4 separate regions of the Mus musculus genome follow, and regions 1, 3 and 4 are each linked to region 2. Evidence: chromatin contacts called from public ChIA-PET and HiChIP or PLAC-seq data. All regions are on one chromosome and are shown on one strand. The core of a region is the stretch at or near the end of the contact, and the rest is flanking DNA. Distances in the headings are between cores, read along the strand shown. Region 1 holds the start of Abtb2 (ankyrin repeat and BTB (POZ) domain containing 2). Region 2 overlaps Gm39896 (a long non-coding RNA gene). Region 3 has its middle 11 kb from the start of Cat. Region 4 overlaps Abtb2 (ankyrin repeat and BTB (POZ) domain containing 2).

The links. ChIA-PET counts read pairs in DNA pulled down with a chosen protein or histone mark. HiChIP or PLAC-seq counts read pairs in DNA pulled down with a chosen protein or histone mark.
Region 1: a contact with region 2 is called in an RNA polymerase II ChIA-PET map of memory CD8 T cells, with 6 read pairs. The contact joins the promoter of Abtb2 here to the enhancer-like site in region 2. A contact is called at or near these places in 9 of 39 promoter capture datasets (cranial neural crest, embryonic stem cells, hematopoietic stem and progenitor cells and 5 more), 1 of 484 Hi-C or Micro-C datasets (B cells), 3 of 115 datasets of contacts at active chromatin or transcription factors (embryonic stem cells and memory CD8 T cells) and 1 of 9 other capture datasets (macrophages).
Region 3: an H3K4me3 HiChIP or PLAC-seq map of pro-B cells shows a contact between it and region 2, with 6 times the contacts expected there. The contact joins two enhancer-like sites. A contact is called at or near these places in 11 of 39 promoter capture datasets (the C10 cell line, embryonic stem cells, erythroid cells and 6 more) and 2 of 115 datasets of contacts at active chromatin or transcription factors (embryonic stem cells and pro-B cells).
Region 4: an RNA polymerase II ChIA-PET map of memory CD8 T cells shows a contact between it and region 2, with 19 read pairs. The contact joins two enhancer-like sites. A contact is called at or near these places in 1 of 39 promoter capture datasets (embryonic stem cells) and 2 of 115 datasets of contacts at active chromatin or transcription factors (bone marrow-derived macrophages and memory CD8 T cells).

Annotation. Positions count from the first base shown.
Region 1 is chr2:103,560,895-103,567,708 of GRCm38.p6, reverse strand. Abtb2 (ankyrin repeat and BTB (POZ) domain containing 2) reads right to left here and starts at 1,399. Exons shown (of 17, transcript NM_178890.3): 1 at 100-1,399. The coding sequence starts at 982.
Region 2 is chr2:103,942,616-103,948,656 of GRCm38.p6, reverse strand. The region is part of intron 2 of Gm39896 (a long non-coding RNA gene); the gene reads right to left. Among named protein-coding and RNA genes, the nearest start is that of Gm39896, 9.4 kb to the right of the region's middle. Within about 2 kb of position 2,681, at least 111 of the 459 cell types and tissues checked have an H3K27ac peak or open chromatin away from gene starts, as enhancers often do. A contact at or near this core is called in B cells, hematopoietic stem and progenitor cells, macrophages and 4 more, where this site is marked.
Region 3 is chr2:103,492,319-103,499,311 of GRCm38.p6, reverse strand. No RefSeq gene overlaps it. Among named protein-coding and RNA genes, the nearest start is that of Cat, 11 kb to the right of the region's middle. Within about 2 kb of position 3,486, at least 43 of the 459 cell types and tissues checked have an H3K27ac peak or open chromatin away from gene starts, as enhancers often do. A contact at or near this core is called in pro-B cells, where this site is marked.
Region 4 is chr2:103,678,614-103,684,826 of GRCm38.p6, reverse strand. It overlaps Abtb2 (ankyrin repeat and BTB (POZ) domain containing 2), which reads right to left. Exons shown (of 17, transcript NM_178890.3): 2 at 5,936-6,082; 3 at 1,336-1,549. Among named protein-coding and RNA genes, the nearest start is that of Nat10, 80 kb to the left of the region's middle. Within about 2 kb of position 2,351, at least 128 of the 459 cell types and tissues checked have an H3K27ac peak or open chromatin away from gene starts, as enhancers often do. A contact at or near this core is called in memory CD8 T cells, where this site is marked.

The sequences.
Region 1 (6,814 bases), core at 150-2,649, 380 kb after region 2:
GTTCACTTCACAGCTTGCTCCTAAGAAAATCCACTCCTGGGGTGGCCCACCCAGCCTGTAGGTCAAGGTTCCCTTCACCCACACCCCCCTCGTGCTTACCATTGGCGTTCTTGCCACAGATGAGATGCTCATAGGGTTGCAGGACTCCCCAGAGCTCGGCGTCGTTGTTGATGACCATCTCCAAGGCCTCAGCGGATACCTCTCCACCTCCTGCCCCTCCGCCATCTGGGCTCTGGCTCGCCAGCACCCTGGCCCGGATCTCCTCCACCAGGTTCTCCATGCAAGCCGTTAGCGAGATGGCCGCGTACTCATGGATGCGCACGGAGATGCGAGTGTCCACCATCCAACGGAAGAAGCGGCCCACGGAGAAAGTGAGGCCGCAGCGCGCCGACTTGCCGCGGCGCAGCCCATCCCCAGCGCTCATGCTGTAGAGGGACAACGCCTTGACCGCTGCCAGTGCGCAGCTCTCGGCCAGCGCCCAGCTGTGCACCAGGCGCACCGCACTCTGCACCTCGAAGCGGGTGCACTTAGCGTGCAGCACGCTAAGGCGCTGCGCCTCCCGGGCCACGCGGATGAGCGCCCGGCGGAGGAGTCCGGCCAAGCGTCTCACAGCCTCGGCGGAGAACGAGGGCAGCCTCCGGCCGCCGACGCTTTTGCGGAGCACCCGGGCCACGTCTCCCTCGGTCCAAGGGAACTCCTCCAGCTCCGGGAGCCGCGGGCAGCGGGAGAAGAGGTCGGCCACTTCGGGATCCTCGGGCAGCACTGTGTTCACCGTGTCCCAGCTGTTGTGGCGGCTGTTCATGGAGCCGGAGTAGCACCACCAGGCCGCCCCGCGGTGCTGCTGCGCCGAAGAGTTGAGCGCCTGCGAGTTGGACTTGGAAGACGAAAGGCTGAGCGAGCGGCAGGAGTCGCCGGCCCCATACCCGGAGTCCAAGGTCAAGTCCTCCAGAGTCTTCAATGTGGAGCTGTATGTCCCGGCCATGGGGGAGCCTCCGCGCGCGGCCTCGCCGAGCGAGGGGCTCTCACTGTTCCATGCCCACTTGCCCCGGGGGAAGGGGGCGGAAACCAGCTCTAGGCTCTCGGAGGCGCCCTCCGTGCTCGCCGCGCCGCGCCTCGGGGCCGCAGCATCGCCCGCGCACAGGCCGCGGGAAGGTAGGCGAAGCTCTCAGCCGGCCGGAGCCCGACGCCGTCCGCGTTCAGTCGCGCCGCTGTCAGCGAACGGACTTCCCAGCCCTCCTCCTCTGAACTCGCGCCGCCAGCTCTCAGCTTCCCTTACAGAGCGTCCGGAGAGTCCATCACCACAGAAAGAATCCCGAGAAAACGGGGCGGCCACCGAAGAGCGAGGCGCCCGAGGTCCGTCTGGGACCAGCCGCTGAGAAAGCGCTCCACAAACTTCTACGGGGCGCGGGTTACAGACACAGATAGGTCCTCTGGAGCGGCCCGCATGCAAATACACCCGGGCGGTTCACCAATCATCAGCCACGCCGGGCAAGGGCTATGCCAATGGTTTCCGAGAGGGGCGGGAAATATGCAAATCACCGAGAATGGGGTGTAGCGGGTGGGTATGGCTGAGGGGGTTGGGTGGGGAGAACAAGCGAGCGAGCTGGCAAGGAGGTGGGGCGCAGAGACCCAGAAAGCCGGGGGAACCCGAAAACAGGCCCCAGCGCTGAGGATTAAAAGATAAACGAAAAGGAAAAGCCCCTATGTGCTGTCCCTTTCCCGCCTTCTATGCTTTAGACTTAGGCAGGCAGCTCCTTGTAAAGCTGTGAGCACCCAGCCCAGGGCAGTAGGAAAAGAAAACTGGGAGGAGACCCGACTCACCTTTCTTGTCGACTTTCTACCAAGCCCCTCCTCCTTCTCTTTTGAGAAATGAAAAGCTATTTATGTTTGGAGGGCAGGGGAGCACCTCTGCTTCTCTTCTCAGATCTATCTAGTTTTGTTTATATTGACTTTAGGCTCCAATCGAAACAGACTATCTTAAACTGGGACCTGAAAATAGCCCGGCACTCAGAGGCCTGTGATCACACCCCTGTATCCACTGTTACAGTCCACTGTTTTCCAAGGATTATCTAGGAGGTGGGAGTCCAAACCTAAAGAATGAACGGCTTTCCTCCTACCGGTGTACTATCAGGCGGATCCTTTTTGTCCAAGGTGGGAGGGAGTGCCTGCAAGGAACCAGATGAAAAACGAGGACCTGCGCTGAACACCTCGTGCATGCAGGTGTTCCCTTTTAAGGACTTGCTGGCATGATGTGCGGGTCCGCAGGTCTTCTTCCCCCTCGGGACTCGGTGCCTCCTGGGTACAGTGAATTGCTGTCCTTCCAGTAGCGCCCAGGTGCACCCCAAGCGGCTCGCTAGAGAGCTACTGATTGCATAGATCCACGCCCAGCTCTCGGAGGACCAGCTGCTCCTCCATAACTATTCACACGCACGTGCACAAGCGTGCACCAGCCCCCCTCCAGCAGGACTGCAAAATCAAAGCGCGGATTGTGCACAACGTTCGTCCCAAGTCCTCTTCGCCAGCTCCTGAATAGCTCCTTTGTGCTGTACTTTACAGTTCTGACCTTGGGCCGTGAGTTGGATACGAACTAGAAAAGTCTGGTTTGTCTCTTTCCTTAAATTAATGATCCCTTTCCCCATAAAGCGATTTTTTATTTGGCAGTTTTACTTAATTTTTTCCTTTCCTGGGGTACATGAGACGTTGCCTCCTGATGCCATAGAATTGGAAACAGAGTCAAGGACGGAAGTACTGTGCAAGGCATAAGTCATCAAATTAACAGAGTCACATTTTATAGAGGCGAAATTAGAAGTTAAATTAGAGGTTCAACTTGTCAGAAAACACGAAAAACCGTTTGATGGATTTAATACCCATTATGAGAAATATAATAAAGGAAATATCGTCCTCTAGTGGATATCCAGAGGAAGTAATTTTTTTTTTTCTTTGTTCATTTTCTTCAAAAGGCTGACTGGGAAGGTACATTAACTAAAAAGGTGATTTGGAGTGCTTCTTACACAAAATATGGGATATTTGTATTGGTGTATTTAAATCACATGATGACTTAAAATGTAAAGATAAACATGCCCAATTTGGATATAGATGTGGTTATTCATATCTGTAACCTCAGGACCGAGGAGATAAGCAGGAGGGCTGACTTGAAGCCAGCCTGGGTTTTGACAAAACCCCAAAAAGAGGATAAAAAGAGAAACACACCAAGAATGAAATCCCGGACTTTCATGGGTGTTAAACTGCCCCACAAGGGTCCTAGACAAATAACTGGATTTCTTTAAGAGATAGCAAGAAAATCGAGGGAAGAAAGAGCAGCTCTGTACATTAAACGATACTTAGAAGATACATCAACCATTCACAAGCTATAGAACATACTTAGGTTTTTAATTTAGAAGTTAATTTAAAGCATTGGGCCAGAAAAGTAGGTCAGTGATTAAGAGTCCATACTGCCTTTGCAGAAGACCCAAGTTCAACTTCCAATACCCACATTGGATAGTCTGTAACTCCAGCACCTTTGGCCTTCACAAACACCTTTCTTTCTCTCTCTCTCTCTTTCTCTCTCTCTCTCTCTCTCTCTCTCTTTCTCTCTCTCTCACACACACACACATACACCACCTAGATCTAGGATTGTTCATGCCAATAATCATACAAAGGAAGTAGCTTTAGGTAATCCTTGGGTGAAATCCCCTATTTTGTTATTTAAAACATAAATTTAAAAAAATCTGGAAATTAGAGTACAAAATGCCCTAAAATTTACCTTGAAAGTGAGGGATTATAATCTGAGCTATCTAAATATAAGTCAAACTGTTTATGAGAAAGGTAGATTACAGTCTGAGCATTGAAGAATGGCCCAGTTTTAGGTAAGTTTGTGGATCATCATTGACAAATTTAGCAGTTATCTTAGCTACTGTGTCCTCTTGACTAGGTCACTGTGAAGGTAAAGTTGGAGTATGATAAACTTTAGGCTAGTGGGCGAATATATAAGGCTGCATGGCACAATTTAAAGAGTTATTTATTTATGTATATGAGTGCGCTCTCTCTCTGCATATAGAGCCTGCAAGCCAGAAGAGGGCATCCCATTTTGAATGGTTGAGAGCTACCATGTGGTTGTTGGGATTTGAACTCAGGACCTCTGGACTCAGAAACTCAGGCCAGTACTCTTAACTGCTGAGCCATCTCTCTACCTCCCTTTTTAAGTTTATTTTAATTTTGTAAGTGTTTTTATCTGTGCACCATGTGTGTGTCTGTTGCCTGCAGAGGACAGAAGAGGATATTGGATCCCCTAGAATTGGAGTTATAGACAGTTATGGGCTGCTATGTGATTCCTGGGAATCGAACCTAGGTCCTTTGGAAGAGCAGCCAGTGATTGTAACTGCTGAGCCATCTCTCCAGCCCAGAATAGGACAATTTAACACAAAGCCAGGCTGTTTAAGTTTGCAGGAAACTTTCTGAATTCGCGTGCTCTCATGTACTTAAGAATTTGTGTCGAGGAAAGTGTAACTGATATTTGAGCTGAGATTTCTCTGACGCTCTTTTCTGCTGAAGAGTTCAGGGTGGCTACATACTCCCTGCCTACATTGGAAAGGGATTCTTAACCAACAACTTGAGGGTTATAGGTGGTACCGGGAGGCAGAGAGAGGGTTTGCAAACTACCTAAAATTGCCTAAAACACTTTAATGTGGTACCAGTTGAAATTGTTCTGGATAAAGTGGGTGGATGTAGTGCTGTATGATAGAACTTTCTGTGATAATGAAAATGTTCTGCCCACCCTGTTCAATGCAAGAGTCACTAACCACATTAATTTAACTTTAATTGACTTAGTTCACCTCTTAGGTCCGTTAGCCCTTTAGAGATTTTGGCAAAGACCATAGACCTATGCACTCATTGCTGAATTCAAGGTTAAAACTAAATCAATTAAAGTTAAAGACGCTGTAAGACCTTGAGGACAGAGAAGCAGCTCCTGCACACACACACAGGCTCAGGAAAAGAAGAGGCAGTGAATGTATAATCCAGAGACTCTTGGATTCCAGAAATCACACCTATAGGGACTTGACGGTGCAGTGATCAGGCATCTGATACAAGTCACTTTCAGAATGGCTGTTATGATGTCAGGTCATAAAACTCTGGGATGAGGGGAAGAACAGGAGGAGGACATTGTAAAGTCAAATCAGGGCTCTAGTTATGGTTACTGGGGGATCCATGACAGAGCTGGACAGCAGTTTTGAGAGTGAGGACAAAAGTAGCAAGCAATATGACCTCAAATCTCCGGGGGGCGGAGCTGAATCTCCCTGCCTGTCTTTTGACCGGTGGCAGGCTTGGTCCTAGACTATGAGATGAACTGGGGCTTATGATGTTAGTTGGTGAGGCCAGAGACTCCGTGAGAGGGAACCCAGAAGCATGGAAGGTTTGCTTGCCCCGCCCTCATTCCACCATGGTTGCCTACCACTACATGCCTGAAGAGGGATGGCCATTTAAATGTATGCTCCTCAAACTGCTTAGCTGAGAAATTATTTTTTCCAGTTTTACACGAAACGTGGTATGAGTAACAGAAAATAGAAGGTTTGCTGTCGGGGTGGGTTAAAGGGGCAAATGGAGAATGTAGAGCCACGCCTACCCCACTTTTAGGCAGCCTTTGAGCAACTTTGTCGGAGCTTTGCCCACAACTAGAAAAATGACTAACAGAGGGCCCCCATCTCTGCTCTGATTCACCACCCAGGTTAGCACACCTAGGGGAGAGATGATGAACAGAGAAAAACATCTCGTGCGGAAGCAAGGAAAGCTGGGAAGGGCAGTAGGTGGACAGGCTACATCAGCATAGAAGTTTTGTTGTTGATAGGGGAACCAGTGGTGTGTAAACTGCTCTTATGTTACGCCTAATCTTGACACAGACATTTTTTTTCTGACCTTCACAGTCCCCCGTATTCACAGGTTCTGAATCTTGGGTTCAACGAATTGCATATAGAAAATAATCTTTTCGTATCTGGGAAGATAGCTTGGGCAGTAAAGCACTTACATACATGAAGACCTGAGTTCAATCCCCACAACCTACATAAAACTACCAGCATTGTGGGTCTTGTTTATAATCCCAGCACTGGAGGGATGGAGACAGAAGGAGCCCTGGTACTTGCTGGTCAGCCAGTCTTTAGTTAGGTCAGTGAAATCCAAGTTCAGTGAGAATCTGTCTTAAAAAAAAAAAAGCTAAAGAGAAATATACGTGATCTCTCACCCCCACATAAATGCATATGCACAGACACCTGCACAGACACATGAACATGTATTTATGAATATGCCACTTAGTTAACAATAGGTTTCTCTGCCAAGGTAATAAGCCAACTCAAGCCGAATCTAAAGAATATAAAGACAGGTTTACTGAGAGTCGGCTCTTAGGAGGGTTCACCAATCTCATAGGAGGTCAGTAGAGTCTTGCACCTGGGCTAAAGCAAGAGATTTTATAGAGCAGAGGCAAGGAGTGATGACGTGTCACCTAGGAGGTGGGATTATGGCCATATATGGTCAAAAGCTGAGGCCCTGGTACTCTTGGGTGAGCTGCCAGAAACTCAGAGCTGAGGAGTGATGACTCCTTAGCCCAAAGCTTTCTCTGTGCAAGTGTTGAGAGTTGAGAGGAGAGCAGACGGGGTTTCCCAGCTTTTGCAGGGGTGAGCAGGGGTTCCAACCAAACAGTTAAATGCACGTACACACCCAAAATTGGCCATGTATTGAACACCTTCATACCTTTAACCTTGTCATTTTATAAAAGAGTTTTTTTTTAACATGTTTTGGTATGGAAAAGTATTCTAGAACCAGTTCC
Region 2 (6,041 bases), core at 1,432-3,931:
TCACACACACACACACACACACACACACACACACACACACACACACACCCCACAGAGGCGGGGGATGTAAACATCAGCCTCTTTGGGAGACAGTTTCATGGTCCCCCTTTTGCAGCTGGTGCAGAAGGGAAAATTAGCAGTTCCCAAAGACATTAGCAGCTGCCAGCTCACACGGTGAGCACCTGCCTCACTCTGGGCTTGTCCAAGTCTCAGCATCTGAGTCACCAGCTCTTCTTTCCTTCTGGAAATCCCAGGACACCACGAGAGAGGCTTGAAGTCTCCAGCCACCATCATAGTGTTTTGATTTTAAAAGACTATTCTAATTGCCATGTCCTCTGACTCCTCAAAGAAGCAAGTTTTCTCGAGGTCCTGCATGCGCTGGAGACTTAATGAAGCCTGCTCACCAGCAGGTGATGTAATCCCTGTGACTCCTGATCAGATCCAACCTGTCTGTCTCACTGACGCCTCTGGGCTAATTGCTCTGCTTCACACCTGTTCCTTCTCAGGAGACCCTGGTACTCTAACCCCTGGTGCCTCTGCCACCTCCTCACTCTGCCAGGACACCCGCAGGTCCTTGTGGAAGTCAGCAAAGTCCATCCCACAGCCTGAGGGGCCCTTTCCCTATGAACGCTGCTGGTTGGTCTTTCAAGGGTTGCAGATCCAGTGTTTGGAAGGCTGAGCCTGCCTATGGCATGACTGTCTATCTGTCAGGCCTTCTGGAACCTTCACCCTTCTACCAGGCCCTCTCATGCCGTGTATGCTCTGTGAGGGTCACCAAAGGCCAGCAGAGACATTCCACTGGGCTGGGCCAGACTTGAGCAAGCTCTGCACACTCGATTCCTCACCTAGACTTTCCACCCTCTGGCTCAGGGTTGTCAGCTTTGTTCTGTTTGGTGTGTGTGGGGGGGTGGTACTGCGGGTCTTGCACATGCTAACCAATTGCTCTACCACCAAACAACTTCCACAGCCATTCAATGATGGTGATGAGCCTCTGCTCTGAAGCCCTCGAACAGATCATGCAATCCTACAAAGAAACCAGTGGCCTGGTCCCACAGTTCCCTCTCCCTCCTACAGTTCTTTCCAGTGCTCCAGTAACACTGAAAATCCTAAGCATCTCTCACTCACGTTTTACTAAGGTCTTCCCTCTGCACCATCGGCCAGTATGAGCCTTTCCTTTAGACTCCATAAATCATTCGGCTATTTCAGTAAAAGGGGCTATTCCAGGAACTTCAGGACAAACGTAGGTTAAAACCTTGGTTCAAGCCAGGCAGTGGTGGCGCACACCTTTAATCCCAGCACTTGGGAGGCAGAGACAGGTGGATTTCTGAGTTCGAGGCCAGCCTGGTCTACAAAGTGAGTTCCAGGACAGCCAGGGCTACACAGAGAAACCCTGTCCCAAAACAACAACAACAACAACAACAACAAAAACCCTTGATTCAGCCACTTGTGAGCTCCACAGACCCTGTAAGAATACTCGGGCTCTCAGAACCTCCACCGCTCTGACTTCTACCACGGAGACCACGGTACCCACTTTGCAGGGCTGCAGGCTCGTTGAGAGGCTTAAATGAGGCAACAGCAGGAAGGAGCTTGCACAAGTACCGATATTACATAACGTACAGGCATCATCCTAACCAGTGATAGTTTTGGTGTATGGATTTGATCATTGCTGAAGTAAATGTTACATTCATCTCACCTGGCTGTTCTTTTGAACGTCTCAGAACCTGGAACAGTTAGAAGTGCATAAAAGTCCCCTGGAAACATCTGGATTTTTATTGACTGAATAAAAGGACACCCGAGGTTCCCTTTCCCCTTGTCTTTGCCACATAGCTTCTTTCAACAGCTATCGCTGGCCTGAGTCTTTGGGACCACCCCAGGTGTTCTCTCTTTCCTGGCACCTGACCTCTTTTGAACTCTTTGGTCCTGAAGTCTGGCATGCTTACTATTGTTACCATTCCTTGAAACAGCCCCTCCTCCATGCATCAACTGTCTGCCAGGCCAGGCCCTGTCCCAGGCTGACAGCTCACCCCACCTCACCCCTAATTCTCTTCTGAGCATCAGCAGCCTACCCCCATCCAAAGATAACTTTTATAGCTGATCTCTGGCGGCACCTCCTACCTTCCAATTAGGAGCCTGTCAACACCCAGACCATCACTCTTCCTATAGTGGCTGACAACACGGGAGCCTGCTGAGGCTGCTCTGGGGAAAGAATGAAGGGAAATTATTTCCATGGTGCAGTGGTACTGAGCCCATAGGTGGAATCTAGGTGATTCTGACTTTGGGCCAGCCTCCCTGTTCTGCACCAAAAATCTGCAGTACTAATGTGGCAGCTGGTACCCAGTTGGTACTTGATAAATAAGTATACGGGGACTGAAAATGTCAAGGGCACAGGAGCTAGCTAGCAGACTCCAATTAGTTTTCCTCTCTCATACATGCAAATAATTAAGTTAGCTCGCTCATGCTTTTGTGAGCTCCCCTTTCCTTTAGTGGTTACACATGAACCTATAACCAGAAAGGAGAGACAACAGTCTCTGTTGGCTTTCTCCATCTAGCCCCTTAGATGCTCATTCCTTAGACTCTCTGACACACAGGGGCATTTGCAGAAGCTGCAGCCCATGAAGGAAGTATGACACAATCTAACATTTTTCTTATCTGGCAGTGTGGTCTAGTGGTTTGCACAGGGGCTGTGCAAGTCGGAAGTCTGGCTTTCTATTTCTGGGGCTGAAGGGAAACTGTGTAACAACAGCCTTTGCTCCACTGCTTGCTCTCACTTTCTCTTTCTCTTGGTCCCAATCCCGAGGCTGAGCCGGCCTAAGCACCCAAGAATTCAGGGAAAAAATGATAGTGCCCCTGCCCCACCCGTGGGTCCTGCTTCAGTCTCTGGTGAGGCTGTGAAGTCTATCATGCATTCATCCCCAGAGCCCAGTGCAGGCTGAGGGGTGAGCAGGAGAGTGGTTTAGAGCCAGGACCATGAAAAGGCAGGGGTGGCAGGCTAACCACATCAAACCAACCCCCTTTCTCTTTGTTACCGCTTTGAGCCTGCAGCTCTGTGGGTAGCTCTGAGGGTGCAGATTTTGTAAAGTTAGGAGCCCTGATGCCTGGACAGGGAGGCAGGAACAAGCCGGACCTTGCATTGCCCTCAAGGTGGTGAATCCAGTCATAAGGATGAGTTCTTTGATTTGAAGTAGGAAAGAATTGGGGAGAGAAATAGTTACAACAGATCAGATGGAGTTGGGAGTACATTAAGATCAGATCTGCCCTCAAGGGCAGAGGGCCTTAAGAACATAGTTTCTTTATGGCTGGGCCCTACAATGTCTTTGGGAAGAGAGATCAATGCCAAACCAGCCCAATTTAGAGAGACATATGAATTTCCAGGGAATCCTATTGCATCTCAAAACGTATAAGATTTAAGCAGCCTTGAAACAGATAGAAAGAAACCTTTCCACATTTGGCCAGACAAGTACACTATAGCCATGTGAGGTCTGCGCTGTATCTAGAAAGAGCAAGACAAAGCTGGGGACACTAGTCATGGAACATGTCATTTCCTTCCTCATTTCTACCCCACTGATCTTCAGGTCTCAAGTCCTGCTACTGTACACATCTGAGTAGCCAGAAAGCAGCAAGGTCCTGAGGGGTGTCTTTAGAATAAGATCCTGGAGAAGTTCCAGGCTGAGCCTTAGGGTGGGAGTCAGATGGGCTGACTCTCTTTGGGGTCACGTGACAAGGGATGCTCATGTGCTCTTTTCTATGTAGTGTGCAGCTATGGTACAAAGATAGCATTTCAGGAGAGTGTGGTGTTTTACTGCAGCAGAGGCCAGCCGGCAAGGGGAGGTCTGGGGAGCTTGAAAGAAAAGCACAACAGTTTCTTCAGAGGAGCGATGTCAAGGAAAGATGCACATGCTGCTGTCACCTATCAAGTGCACACTCAAGATCCATGCCAATCGAATTGCTAAGCAGCGCATGATGCTGTGCTCAGATGCATCCATAGCTATTGTACTAGATGGTTTTATGTCAACTTGACACAAGCTGGAGTCATCAGAGAGGGAGGAGCCTTAACTTGAGAAAATGCCTCCATGAGATCCTGCTGTAAGGCATTTTCTTAGTGATCAATGGTGGGGGTGGGGGGAGCAGCACATTTCAGGTGGTGCCATCCCTGGGCTGGTGGTCGTGGGTTCTATAAGAAAGCAGGCTGAGCAAGCCATGGGGAGTAAGTCAGTACACAGCACCCCTCTATGACCTCTGCCTCAGCTCTTGCCTCCAGCCAGGTTCCTGTCCTGCTTGAGTTCACATCCCGATTTCCTTTGGTGATGAATAGCAACAGGGAAGTGTAAGCCAAATTAAACCTTTCCTCCTCAACTGGCTTTTTGGTCCCACTATTTTGTTGTGGCAATAAAAACTCTGAGATAGCTATCATGGGGATCCCACAGCCCACGAATTACAGTTGGACATGCTTATATGCAATTAGATAAGTCTGAATGGAATTCAGGCATGATCATGCATACCTTTCATCTCAACACTCAGGAGGCTGAGGTGAGGCAGGAGGATTACTATTAACAATTTCATGTCAGTCTGGACTACCTAGAATACATACTGTTGCCTCTCACTGTCTGCATCTCCACTTTTTGTAAGTGAAAACAATAAAATTCTATCAAGACTGTTGAAATATTTTAATAAGATATCCAAAGACAGATAAAATTACTTCCCATGATTTTAATTTATGGTAACTTATAGGTTTGTTTATTTGTTTTGCCCATTTATCCCAACTGAATACTGAGACTTAATTTATTTCAAAGATGGGTTTTCAGGCCAGTGTAATGGCTCAGTAGTGAAAACTATTAACAACTTGAGGTTAGAGCCTAGAGTTGGTACAGAAGAACAAAATGATTCCTATAACTGTCCTTGTTCCTACACACACATACACACACACACACACACACACACACACACACACACACACCAATTTAAACAAATTTTGAAGAAAGTAAGAGGCTCTCTTCATGTCTCATTATGTTGCTGAGGTTGCCCTTGTGCTATAAGGCTAAGCACACACTTGCTTATGCTTATTTGTGCAAGTGTAAGGCCGCAGAGGAGCTGGCAGGACTATGGGTATACACTGTCCACCCACTGAAAAACGTATTCCTTCTTAATAAAAAAGAGCTTGCACTCGATTTCTAGCCTGTTGTTCAGAAAGAGAAATCTTTCTGTTTGCAAAGGCTATCAAAGTAGCCAGTCCCGTGTCAGGATGTAACCAAGGTTTATGACAGCTTCCTAGCTGGTGTAGCCCTGAAAATGATGAGCAGGGACCCCACACTGCTCCACCAGCCACGGGAATGTATTGGTCTCATTTCTTTTCAGTGTGCTCCCATCTTTCTTGACAGGCAAGGTAGCTTAAGCTGGGTCTAGACATGTCTGAACCGGTCTGATACCCACAGGGTACCTCCCTTCCCAGGACCTAATTACCACAGGATCAAGGGGCTTTGCAGAGGACAGCTTGTCCCAAGAAGGAGCAACACTGAAGGGAGCATCTGTCTCATTTGAGGACAAAGGTAAGAGTGGAGGGAAGGCAGACACATTTCCGAGAACAGCTCTGGGGTGCTCAGTGGAGTCCGAAAGCAAGTAAGCTCTAACAGGAGAGGGGGTGAGAATTGAATCAAAGGCTTTTCACTGTAGTGTCCAAGGAACAGTGAGACACAGCCATTGGGGCAGGTTGCTTGGCTGGGAACAAAGATGATGGCACTAGAGGCTTCAGAAGATACTGCCTAAGGGGTTCTACTTGTCTTGGTTTTGGGAAACAACTTCGTATTTTGAGGTCCTTTGCTGACTCATTCATTCATTCACTCACTCACTTATTCAATATGCTAATTGAAAGTCTGTTATGTGCCAACTTAAACATCAATACATTTTGTGTAGAAAATCAGCACCTTCCATACACAGGAATGTATAGAAATATTCCTGGGGATTTGTTTGCACAACCACAGAGGTGAGAAGAATGTGACATGGGGTCTGGAATTTCTTGCAGGGCAGGAGCCAAGGGATCCAATCTG
Region 3 (6,993 bases), core at 2,237-4,736, 450 kb after region 2:
CTAGATTCCATATGGCATACGATTTGTGAATTTGTTTCTTAAGATTTTTCATGTCTTCCTATTCTATTATCTCTTGTAACCTTCAAGTCCTGGAGAGCCCTTTTCATATCTGCTTTTTATTCTTATCTTAAAGGTAGCTTTCTCTGTGACTTTCTGACTGGTGGGTTCTTTATTCAGCTCCTGTGACGTTTTCTTTTTCCTTCAGTTTGGATGCCACTGCCAATATTCAGGAATTGGCTTATTTTTTTCCTCATTATTCTTGCTTTCAGGAATGGTTTCTTGTCTACAGCATATGAATCTCTGCCAAGAGGACCAGGGTACTTCTGGATTTTCTATATCCTCTTTTGGGTGTTATTTAATTAAGTCCCATTTCTAGATATTTTATGGAATGCTGTAATAATAGAAAAGTTGTAATAATAGAAGACTTTTTGGGGTTGGGGGTGTTCAACACAATGAAATGAAGGCAGCCTTCCAGAAAAAAAGCCATTTCAGCAGATAATCTGTGGAGAATTTCTTTGGCAACCTCTCAGGCTAAATGTTTAATTTAAAGATCCATGGATTACCATGGAATCATGGGATACCAGTCCACCAACAAAAGTTATTTATCATTGTGGGAAGATATTTATGATAAATTAAGAAATGAAAAGAGTAAGTTATTATTAAAATATGCATGTATATAATATATACGATCTCAATTTATTTGAAGTTTTCTGTATCTAGGGAAAACATAGATATAAATAAAATAGAAAGATATATAGCAAAAGGATGCAAATATTAACCCTCTATTTGTCTAAAGATGGTGGGATTTGTGACATTATTATTTGCTTTTCTCCATTTTCTAAGGCATGTGAAGTAAGGATATATAGGCTTTTAGGAGAGCAGTGAGCTAAAGGCCCAGACCCTACATTTTAATAAAAATATTTCTAATTACATTATTTGTTTACAATTGTGGCACATTTGTTTACATGTGGTGCATGTGTCATGTTGCATGAGTGGAGGTCAGAGGATAACTTATGGGCGTTGGTTCCTTCCTTCTGGGTCCCAGGGATGGAACTCAGGATGTCAGGCTAAGCTAGTAAAGGTGCTCTTACTTTACTCGCTAAGCCTTGAGATGGACTACTGTTTTGTTTTTGTTTTTGTTTTTCGAGATAGATTCTCACTATGTAGCCCTGGTTGTTCTGAACTCATTATGTAGACCAGGCTGGCCTTAAACTTATAGAGATCTGCCTGCATATGCCTCCTGAGTGCTGGGATTAAATGTGTACATCACTATGCCTTGAAGTGCAAACTTAAGGGTTCTTTAGAAAGTCAGTTGTGTTGGATGGTGTTTTGCTGGGGCTAACATGTGAAGGCACGTTTAGCTGAAGTAGACTCAGGTGAAAGGCTAAGGCAGACTGGTGAAGGAATGTTTAGCTGAAGCAGACACAGGTGAAAGGATGTTCTGCTAAAGCAAGCATGTGAAAGGACATGTGATGAAGGATTCTTTGCACCAAAAAACTTCTGGTGTGTGCTGCAGTTTCTTGCCACTTCTGCGGACTCAGGCTGGCAAGCAGAATGATGTCAGCAGAGAAGAAGCACGTGCCAAGGCAAGACATGTGGACGATATGTGATGCTTAGAGGGTATAAATAGGACTGATGGACAGTGATGGAGGCTGAGCTTGGCTTGCTTAGAGATATAGCTGTGCAAGGCTTGTTGGTCTCTCATCTTTGCTGAATTTTTCTTCGCTCAGAGAGGCACAGCGGAGAACTTTTCCAGCCATCGCTTCCTGGTCCCTCCTGCTGACCTGTGTGGAGGCTGAGGCCTGGCTGTTCTTGCTAGGTCATACTACTGCTGCTGCTGACCCAACTCTACTGAATTGGATTGCTGATGCTTCCATGAAGTATTTGTGACTGAATTGAACTGCTGCTGCAGACCTGTGAACTTAACAGCTGATTTCCTGACAACACAGATGGGAATTGCTCCAAAGAACCATTTCTAAACAGGTCCATTTCCCTCGTATTCTTTCTTTTTCACTACCTCTGGTGGGCTAAAACGAAGGTTAAAGCATTTAGGAACCTTCATTAAAAATAAGTTTTGAAAAAAATAATTATAATGCCTGGCTCCATTCTGATTCTTAAAAGAAATATTTTTAGTGAGATTATGACATTTCTGCCTCCCAGGAGCAGCAGCTGCCACAGTTGTGTGTCTACCTCCCTACAGTTGTCTTCCCTTTCACTTGAGGCTAGCAAGTTCTAACTGATCCCTCCAGACTCTTGTTGGTTTTATAAGGCTTTTCTGGGGCTGGGAATTATCCCTTACCTTTCACCATACATGAACGAGCCTCAATACTTGAAAAAAAGTGAAGGCTTTTGTTGAAGAAGAATCAAAACTGAGAGGGCTGGAGATACAATTTAATGATGGAATGATCACTTAGATTCACCAGACCTTGGGTTCCATCCCCAGGACCTCAAGACAAACCAAAGCAAAGCAAAATAAAACAAAACCTTTTCGCTGTGCATAGGAAGGGAGGCATCCATCCACAGGGCTGTGTGTTAGTCAAAACAGGTATCACGGGTCATTGACTGGGAAACAAGTTTCAGTTAGATTTGAGGTTTTGGCAAACAGGGGTCACTCCAAGTCATGGTTCCAACCAGCTGAAACTCTTTAGATGCGGTTATGATGGAATGCCATATGGTCTTCAGTTGTGCTATTTCCTAGACAACTGTTACTCTAAGAGGGTGTTGTCTCCTTATGCCTCTTCACAGGCAAAACCACTTTCCCAGTAAAGCAGTGTGCGCTCTTGAGCCAGGCCTTCCTCTGCCCCTGGAGAGCTGCGCTCCTCCTGAAGCCATCTCAAGCCCTGTGTTATCTACCGTCCCCTGGGCTCTGCTCTGATATATGGTGGTCCTCCTAATACCAGACTCCTAGTGCTTGCCTCAGACTAGGGCTGAGATCTAGTCTCTATCAACATTTCAGTTTTCTCTAAACTTAGCATGTAAGTTATGGCTCAGGCTGCCTCACGCTGTGCTCACAAACTTCTAGTGCTCTGGAGGAAAGGCGGGTGTGCACAAAGTTTAGCTGTACCGACGCTGTTGCTGTCTGTCATTTCCTATGTATATGTTCACAGGTGCAAAGGGGGGCTAAAATGGTTGGGAGTAGATGGTTTGGGCCATCTGGCACAGGTTAAAGAGGGCTCTTCAACATGTTTGTACTCTTAATGTTCCTTCCTCTTCTTCTTCCTCTTTTTTTTCCTGTTTCTATATTTTAAAATATGCATCTTGAAAGAGAAGCAAAGAATAACTTGGCTTTGGTCCTACAATTTATGGGCTGACAGACTATCATTTTTTATGATATATATCATTTTTAAATGGTTACATATAATATAATATATTTTTTAATATTTAGGTCATGGGAAGGTCTTGCTGGTATGTTGGAGAGGCAGCAAAGAACAGAATAGAAGGAGAACATGTGCTTTTGCTGGTAACCAAGCACACACTTCCCCTTTGCTTGTCTGTCCAATGAAAGGCTTTTTACCGTGTGACTTGCTGAATTCTCAGATACTGTACCTGAGACCCGCACTGCTGAGTCATGCTTCCAACCTGATGCTCTCTAGGGGATTCAGTGTATTTTGGGCACTGTCTTAGTTAGGGTTTTTATTACTCTGATGAAACACCATGACCAAAAAGCAAGTTAGGAAGGAAAGATTTTATTTTATTTTTTATTTTTATTTATTTATTTTTTAATTTTTAATTTTTTTTTCAAGATAGGGCTTCTCTGTGTAGCCCTGGCTGTCCTGGAACTCACTTTGTAGACTAGACTGGCCTTGAACACAGAGATCTCTGCCTGCCTCTGCCTCCTAAGCGCTGGGATTAAAGGCGTACGGCATCACTGTCTAGTGGGAAGGGTTTATTTAGCTTACACTTTCATATTGCTGTTCATCACCAAATGAAGTCAGGACAAGCACTCAAACAAGGGAGATACCTGGTGGCCGGAGCTGGTGCAGAGGCCATGGAAGGGTACCGTTTACTGGCTTGCTCCTCATGGTTTGCTTAGCCTGCTTTCTTATAGAACCCAAGACAACCAGTCCAGGGATGGTACCACTCACAATGGGCTGGGTCCTGACCCACTGATCACTAATTGAGAAAATGACTTACAGCTGGATCTCACAGAGGCATGTTCTTAACTTTGGCTCCTTTTTTCCTCTGATGACTCTAGTTTGTGTTAAGTTACACAAAACCAGCCAGTATAAGCACCTTCTGTTTGTTGTGGGGAGCAGTGGCCTTAGTCTTTTTTGGACATCATGATACTTTATCCATGACTATCCATGATACTATACTTCATGACTGACTATTACTACAGACACTCAGATAACAGGAGCACACGTTTGAGTAGTTTGTGTTGGTACAAGGCAGAGTACTTTTCCAGTACATAATCAACTCCATGAGTCAAGACGTGGGTTCTCAGGGTTTCTGTTCACAGACCAAGATACAGAGCAATCTGTAGACTTAACAGTGTGAGCCTGTAGTGAGGTAGGGGCATGTTCAAAACACCACCAAAGGTGGATAAACTCAGGCCCTGTAAGGATGACAGTAGCCGATGTTACCAAGCACGTGACTGATCATACAGTAATGAGAAAGCCAGAAGCATGGGTTCATGGCCAATGATTCCGTTCCTCGGGACAATGATATGGGACAAGCTTAGACTGCTCACTGTCAGGGAGCTTCGGGGTTTTCTAAGTACTGGCATATGAAATCTCATAATACATAGACAGTTTAAGGGACGCCTGCAGCCCTTTCTCAGTATCGCTCACCGACGACTTGTGTTTAGACCCTTCCTGCTTTTGAAAGTTCCCTCTTTATCTCTCAACTGGTTTCTGTGAAAACAGTTCAGGTGCAAGTTCAGACGTGATGTGAGTAAAGCTAGAGTTCAACTCACTTCACTCTCTCTCTTCATCTAGACACCCTGCCCTATATGTGGGATTCTTTGGATCCCATCCTGCCTCTCAGTCCATTGCCAAATACTTTATATTGTTAAGGTATTGTCTGAGAAAATGCTGGTGAATGAATGCCTCAAGGAATATATTTACATTTTAGGAGGTGCATTTTTACTTTGATGTAACACTAAAATTGCAAAAAGAGCAAACCAAAGCAGTACAAGCAAGTGAACAACTGTTCACCTTTGATCTAGATTTTTGCATGTTTGCTTGCTATCTTTGTATGTGCCCAGTCATACACATACACATTATCTCTGACCCACTTGAGTCTGTAGACATCTTTTTTTTTTTTAACCACCATAATTGACCTTTGTTTTCATGAGGCAACTGCTTTTGACATTTGGCACCATTAGGAGACGATTGCTTCATGTCACAAAGTCTCAGCATTGAATTTGTTTATGTCAGTCATTCTGGATCAGGAACGTCAGAGAAGTGGGTCAGCAGATCCTCTTACCTGCGAGAAATGGAGTCTTTTCATGAACATGTTTTCTCGGGGAAAAGTCATTCTGCCACCATAGAAGTCTAAGTCACCAGCTGCTCTTTGCTGTAGGGGAGGGAAGCTGGCTGGAGATCTTTTTCTTTCATCCCTGCTGCTCAGCAAGGGTCCAAATCTCCAACTGTCTTTTCTGGTTCCCCTTATGTCCCCCTCTCACATGTGGTGTGGGTTCAGTAACCTCACTGGCCCTCACGAATAAATCCACTGCTACCTATCATGCTTTCTTTCAATGCCATTATCCTGTGATCTTCCTTGACTGTGACTACAAAACATGGCTTCCTACAAAGCCAGGTTCTGGGTGGGCAGGAGGCGACCCAATGTGGGAAGAATACTCTAAGCGTACAGGAAGCTCACTTTAGCGCTGCCTGTCTACTTTGGTGCAAGCAGAGAGCAATGAAAGAGTTGTGATTTTATCTCCAGGGCCTTGTCTAAATTCTGACCTCATCACTAATTGTGTACGTGGCTTTGGGAGGTGAAGATCATTAGACTCATAATTAAATAGGTTAATACTGGAAAACCCCTGTAGCCTGGTCATAGTTGGAACAATATAAATTTTTGTTAAACTGCTCTGAAAGGAAAATGCATGGTGTGGGAAAGTTTGGGCTGGCACATAGACAGTTCATTACAATGTGACTTTGTAGCTGTGTATGCAGTGGCCAGAGGCAGTCTCTTAGCTAGAGTGTTCCCTACAGAGATACATACAAAGTAATAGCCTAACATAAAACTGGTTAGATTTTCTAAAGAGTAGAAATAGCCTATAAAAGACCCATATGGGAGAAAGAGCAATGACAATTCCTGTAACTGAGAATACTCACAACTGATTCTCTTAAGTATTTTCTCCATTAACACTCACAATAGTTCCAGTAGCTTAATGTGGCTGATGTTGCCCATATCCTGGCAACATCTGACTCCCCATATCCTTTTCCAGTAAAATGTTTCAGTTTTGCTAAACATGTGATGAGCTAGTGAGTACATGTCCCAGTTTCCTACATTCTGACCAGTGGGAAGGAGTGGAAGAAGAAATGAAGTGTGTGGTTTCCAGGCTGGTCTCTGCAAACGACTGTGCATGTGTGCCTTTGACCATGTTCCCAGTGGTTGGCATGCAATGAACATGCGATCTGAACCTTGGACTAAGAGATGGACCGCTTGAGTTAAGGACGGCAGGATTGCCTAATCACCCTGGAACCTTCTGGCTCTGAGACATTTTGTGTGAGGGAAATAAACACTGACAATGTGTTTAAGCAAGTTTATTTTGTTGTTCTTTTTGGTATAAGTTATAACTAATGTAGAAGGTGTTTTGAGCTCCACTTAAATGGAAGTTTAGACTAAGTAGCTTGGTTGAGGCTATAGCCCAGGAGGTAAAGTGCTTGCTTTGAAAGCATGCGGATCTGAGTTCAATACCCAGAACCATGCTTTTAATTAAATTAATTAGTTAATTAATTAATTTAATGTATGTGAGTTCATTGTCACTCTCTTCAGACACACCAGAAGAGAGCATCAGATCCTATTAGAGTTGGTTGTGAG
Region 4 (6,213 bases), core at 1,102-3,601, 260 kb after region 2:
ATTATTTGTACCCAAGCCATCTGTTCACAGCACTCCATGCTCTGCTCCAAACATTGCTGTATGTTCTCAGGAGTACCAATGCTGCCTGGAAGCTGTCTGTAACCAACCAGGGCATGGAACTGAACCTCAGTGGGTAGACTAGGAGACTGTAGAGGCCCAGGAGAAGGGGGTTTCGCTGAGGAGCAGGCTGATGTGCCTGAAGACAACAGTCAGCTGGGGAAGGCCTCAGGCCACCCTTCTGTCAGGTGAAGCCCTGTAGTGAGGGGTTTTCCCATGTAGAAGAACACAACTTCAAGCTCACAGGGTAAGTACATGCAGCACCAATATGTATACACACACATACAGAGACACATGCATATCTACACACACACATATATCTCAAATACACACGTATTTGGTGGTTGGTGGGGGGCAGGTTTCTCTCCATGGCTATCTTAGAACTCGCTATGTAGAACAAGCTGGCCTTGAACTCAGAGATCTGCCTGCCTTTGTCTCCTGAGTGCTGAGATTAAAGACATATACTACCATGCCCAGATTATATGGAGTGTATGTTTTTAAAATATTTATTAAATTTTTAAGGCTGTTTTGTTATTTTAAGTGTGTGAATATTTTGCCTACATGGATGCCTGGTGCTTTCAAAGCCTTTAGACCTCTGAGACCTAGAGCTGCAGTCCTGTCCTCAGGTTGACCTGCCACTCAGGCACCCCCTTCTCAAGCTCCTCATAGGATCACCCTTGGGACGCCCACAACATGCACATATGTTCAGCTTCAAAGGGCTGGAGCCCTGAAGACAACAAAAACCTGCCTTGGCCCCAGTGTTCTCATCTAAGAAACAAGCTGATGGGACCAAACATGCCCAAGATCCCTCTTATAATAGTGTCACTGTCATCCAAAGATGACATCCAAAGAGAGCTGTGGTGACAGCTACCACAGATAGAGGGCCAATTACCACTGTCCTTATGGCTTTTTCTCAAAGTGTGTGCTCACTCAACCACACTGCCACCTTTCCAGAGCTGCAAGGATGTCTCGTTTTGTAGAGGAAACTGAACTTTCAAAGAGCTGATCTAGCTGGTGCACGCTAAGCTGACCAACTCCAGGCTGAGACGAAAGCCCACTTCCCAGCCTTGGTGACCCCATAACACATCTGCCCTGGTAAAGAAATATATTACACATGGGACTTGAAATATCATATTGCACATGAGCCTTCATCTGTCTGAGCACCCAGGCCACCTTTAAGACCAGCCAGCCAGCTCCAGGAGGCTGCTTGCACTGTTAGAAGATACATGTGTGTTGTGAGCATTTCCTACTTGGTGACCAGGCAAAAATGATACCTACCGTTCATTATTCAGAGTCATTCTTGGGGGATCCAGGTTGGGGTTCTCCATGGACTCCATCTGTGGACACCTCAGGAAGTAGTAGAGTGTGTGGAGAGCATCGGGGGACCACGTGATGGGCTGTGGTGGCTGGCGGGCCTGGCGAGCAGGGCTGGTGCCTGGGCACAGGGGGTGGCGGCCCTGCATGTGGTGCATGGCTCGAGAGACCAGATCACCTGGGAAGGGGGAAAAGGACAAGTCTGAGCTCCCAGCCCACATTCTCCTAGGGTAGCAGCTCCCTCACTTAGTGTAATTACTGTTTACCCCAGAGTCCACAGGCTGAGGAGGAGACTGTCACCTAGATGCACAATAGCAATTTGGTTTCCCTTTCATTTCCAGTCTTGCCTTAACAGCTGAATTACAAACACTTGGCAGGGCTGTCTTCCTCCAGAACTTATGCTAATGTGGTTTCCTTTTCAACATCTCCACTCTCTCCACCGCCCTAGGGGCCTTCCCTCAGTTCTCTGACCATGGGAACCAGCCAAAGCACGGGCCCTGTGGAGAGTCTCCCTTATGCTCTCGTGTGCAAACCCTGGGACTTTGGAAGATAATGGCTGCCACCATCCATTGGACACTCAACAATTCATTATAAACTCAACTCAGTCCTTACAGCGCTAAGGGTCAAGTCAGAGGCACTGAGACTTATTTGCTGAACATATCCTGACTCCATGCGTTCTGGTCACAAAGAAGCTGCAGTGAAGTATGTGGGCTGTCGGCTAGGTGACTCCAAAGCCCATGAACTTCACTGTGATAAGGGCTCTACCCTGCCTTACTGGAATCTGTGGGGTCACAGGGCCCCATATCCTGTGTTGTGTTTCTGTCTTAGTCTTTTCAACATCCTAGCAGCCCCTGACAGGAAATGTGCCATCATTGTGTGAGGCCACAATGCTGAGAAAGGATGGTCTAAAACCGCCCCACGCACCTGCAGGCGCCTCTGTTCTAGAACAAGCGCTGCCTTTGTGTTCTCCAAGCCTGAGAGCTCAGGGCGTCTCTGCTGTGGGCTAGCCGCCCCGAACTCACAGAAGTCTCTCACAGATGGCCCTACCCACAGGAAGCCTTAGGGACTCAGCTAACTCTACAGAATAGCAGCAAGCATCAGGGTCTAACTGTGCATATGACGTAACTCAATCAGCGAGACAATTCATTACTTTAACTAGTCAGCTTCCACCTCTCAGCTAATGGGTGTCTGATTCGGTATTTCTTGTGTTCCAGAGTCCTGCAGAGTCTCCCTCACACAAGCTGCTCAGAAATGCCTGATGAGTAGAGGAAGTGGTACTGTGCACGCATTTCATTTTCATATACTACAACAGCTAAGGACTGACTTAAGCCTATTGACTGCCAAATTCTCCCAGTACAGTCACAGATAGCAACTAGCTACAAGCAGGGACGAATGACCACAACTGGAACACCCCACCCAGAAAGAGTCCTTCAGGTACTATCCCCAACCAAGGTGCACACTGTCTCTTCCCTGCTGATTCTCATTCCCCAAATCACAGTTAGTTGCCTGGGGACTCTTGCCAATTCCAGGGCCAAAAGTGTTGGTGAGAGTGGGGTCCCGATACTGACCCATGTCCACAGACTTTTGATTTCATTAGTCTGGGGCAGGATCTGACACCTTTAATATGTAAAATCATTTGGTGCCTTGAATACTCAGCCTTAAAAACCATCACTGAGAAACCTGATCAGAGCTGATACTCCAGACTCCAATACCTGTGGCTTCAGATCGAAGGTCAGCTACTTCTAGTCTGTGTACCTTAAATAATGGTCAGAGCCTCAGTTTCCTTGTCTGTGAAATGGAGATGCTAGCACATAATCAATTTAGAGGAGTCAAAGGAATAATAATTGAGACACACTTAACCGCTTTGGAACCAACCCTTATTTATTAAAGCTGAGGATAACACCAGCATCATTGACATCCTGTTATCAACATCCCTCCATCCTTCCTGAGCCTCCTGAAGTCCTCAGGACCACTACCTACAGCCACACACTGCCCCACAGTTTCCAAGACAAGAGGAATCTGGTGCTGCAATGCCAGATCCCAGCCCTGCCCTAGGGCTCCTGGGTGGCAGAAACTGGCATCAAAAGCAGCAGGAGGCTGTGCTTTTTCCAGCAGCCAGTACCAGCTGAGTTGGTGGCAGAAAGCCGAAACCTGGCTCCCTTTTCTCTGGTCTAAATGTCATAACAGTTGGCGAAACACAGGACTACAAGAAAGAGAAATCAAAGTGTCTGAGATAGCATCGAAGAGATGCTGTGCTGAGATACTGTTCCAAGAGCTGGACAGGGTGAAAGCCATCAGCGCGGGTGATTGTTATCCTTTCATGGTTATTGGTGGGGCTCCCTTCAGCAGCTCACTTCCAGCCAGAATGTAGGCAAGAGACTCCAGGCAGCCAGAGAAGTAGCTGCTCCTGGAGCTTCCTCTAACGGCAAACAGGACACAGGGGCTCAGAGGTTCAGAAAACCCACGAAGGTGGCAGAGGAGAGGCCTGGCTTCCTCAATCTGACCCTTACTAAGGGCAGCTTTTCTCCAAGACCAAGGGACAGATGCCTGGAGACAACTCGGACAGGACTTGTGTAAAAGCCGAGTCATCTCCACAACCCATCTATGGCCAAAACCACAGCTTGCCTTGGACTCTCCTAGGTAAAATTTTAACCCCTGCCATTTTCTATTTTTTTAAGCTTTATGATAGACAGAAAAAAAAAAAAAACCCAACAGTAACGAAAACAACAAACAAACCCCACAGGTAAAAATTTCACCTAATCTTTAGACTCACCTTGGAAGTAGGTACTTATTTCCATTATAGAAAAAGAGGAAATACGCTACCAGGAGTTTAAAATGGGTCACAGCTGCAAACTAGCATGAAAGTTAGTTAGGACTGGACCTGGGGCCTCCCCTCCCCTCCCATGCTCTGTGAACTGAGACAGGCCACACGCTGGTACCAGCCACGAACCTGTTAGTAGTTCACAGTTTAATTCTAAACACGAAGAGTGACTTTTTAAGGAGATTCCCATAGGGGCTGGGGATGTAGCTCATTTGGTAGAGTGCTGCCTAGCATGCATGAAACCCAGGGTTTGATCTTCACCATGGAATAAACCTGGGGCATGATGGTGCATGTCCATAACCTCAGCTCTTAGAGGAGATAGGGAGGGGTAGCAGGATCAGAAGGTCAAGGTAATTTTCATCTATGCTAAAGAGTCTGGAGCCAGCCTGGGATACCTGAGACCTTGTCTCAGAAGAAGAAGAAAACAAACAAACAAGCAAACAAACAAACAAAAAACACAAAAAATGACATCCACAGCCATTTGACGGTGTTTAAGAATAAGTTTTAAAGATTTGGCTTTCATTTTACATATCTTATCTCATTTTTCTAGATACCCATTTTGAATCTATTTTGCAATGTTTTAATCTGTAATTGAGCTCAGGGACTCCACGGTCCCTTGGCACAGCTTGTTCATGAAGCCGTGAGCTGGCTGGGCTGGGCTGTTACACAGGTGGATGCTTGATGCTTTTGGGACATCCCTGTATCTTACTCGAGAATCGACTGATCCAGAGCTCAAGGAAACCTTGGACAGATGCCCAGAGCCACCTACCAGGCATGGGAAAGCAAGCCCTCACCCCTTACTAGCCACAAAAGACTTGATTAGAGGTGCTACAGCTTTCACGCGGGTTATTCCAGCCCTCATTATGAGCCATCAAATAAAAACAGCGGGCGAGAGTCTGGAACATAGCACTGTCTTCAAAATAAGCCTTCCAACATCTGGCCACCCTCCGAGAGAAGTTTGTTTTCTGTTGGTTCTTTCTCTTTAACTTTTCATGGGTATGGAAGGACAGAGCAAGCCCAAAGACCAGAGCTCCCCATGCAGCTAGACCTGTTAGAAGAATGCAGCTTCCTAACCTACCAGGCAGGCTGGCCCTGGCTAGGCAGAGAGAGTTTAATGCACGGGAAGCCTAGGGTGAATTCTAGGTCCACGGTGCTCAGTGCCAAGTATCACTAGGCTCATTAAAGTCTTTAGTCTCTGGAACAAAAATTAAAATATCTGCCTCCACCTCTGTCCCCTCCCCTGCAGAGTAGGTTAGCAAAACCTTTGGTTTCAGAGGGAGGAACCAGGCAATGTGGTGTATGACATAGCCTGGTCTAGCACCAGGCCAAAATAGAGACCTAACTCAGGAGAGTTTCAGGAGCCAAACTGGGTGGGATAGAACTCACCCCTTCTAATGTACACATGGGTTTACACTTATGTTCTCACACACATACTGAGCACCAGGAGCTGGTATTGGTGTTGGGGGACGTTCTATGCACTGGGAAAGCTGCAGGCAAAAGGAAGCAAGACTCTGTCCTATGACTCTAATATTTTCTAGTTGGAATGGAAAACTAAATTATTTATGAGTAGATATGTGAGCTTCAAGTGGTGGCTAGTGTTTTGACTAGAACTGAAGCCACAGGCAAGAACTCGAGGAAAGAGATGGGAGTTCAGGTACACAGCAGGCTTGGGAAGGCCTGTCTAAGTGCCAGGACCCAGTCAGAGCATTCTGTCTCACTTTCTCCCCCAAGCACCATACTTACTGAGCTCGGAGATGCTGCCCACACACGTGGCCAGGAGTGACTGCTCCAGTGTCCGAAGTTCCAGCTGAGCATAGGCATCTGCTCGCTCATCGTGGCCCAGGGACCCACCATTGTAGGGACTGAAGTAGGCAGGGAGAGAGAGGACACCTGTGAGGGAACAAGATGGAGGAGTCACACTGGGAGAAGAAACTCTGCACGCCATATCACAGCTACTGTGCTCAGGGCTCAGGGCTCCCTGTCCTGACTAAGTCACAGGACAAGCCCGACTGAGCCTTGGG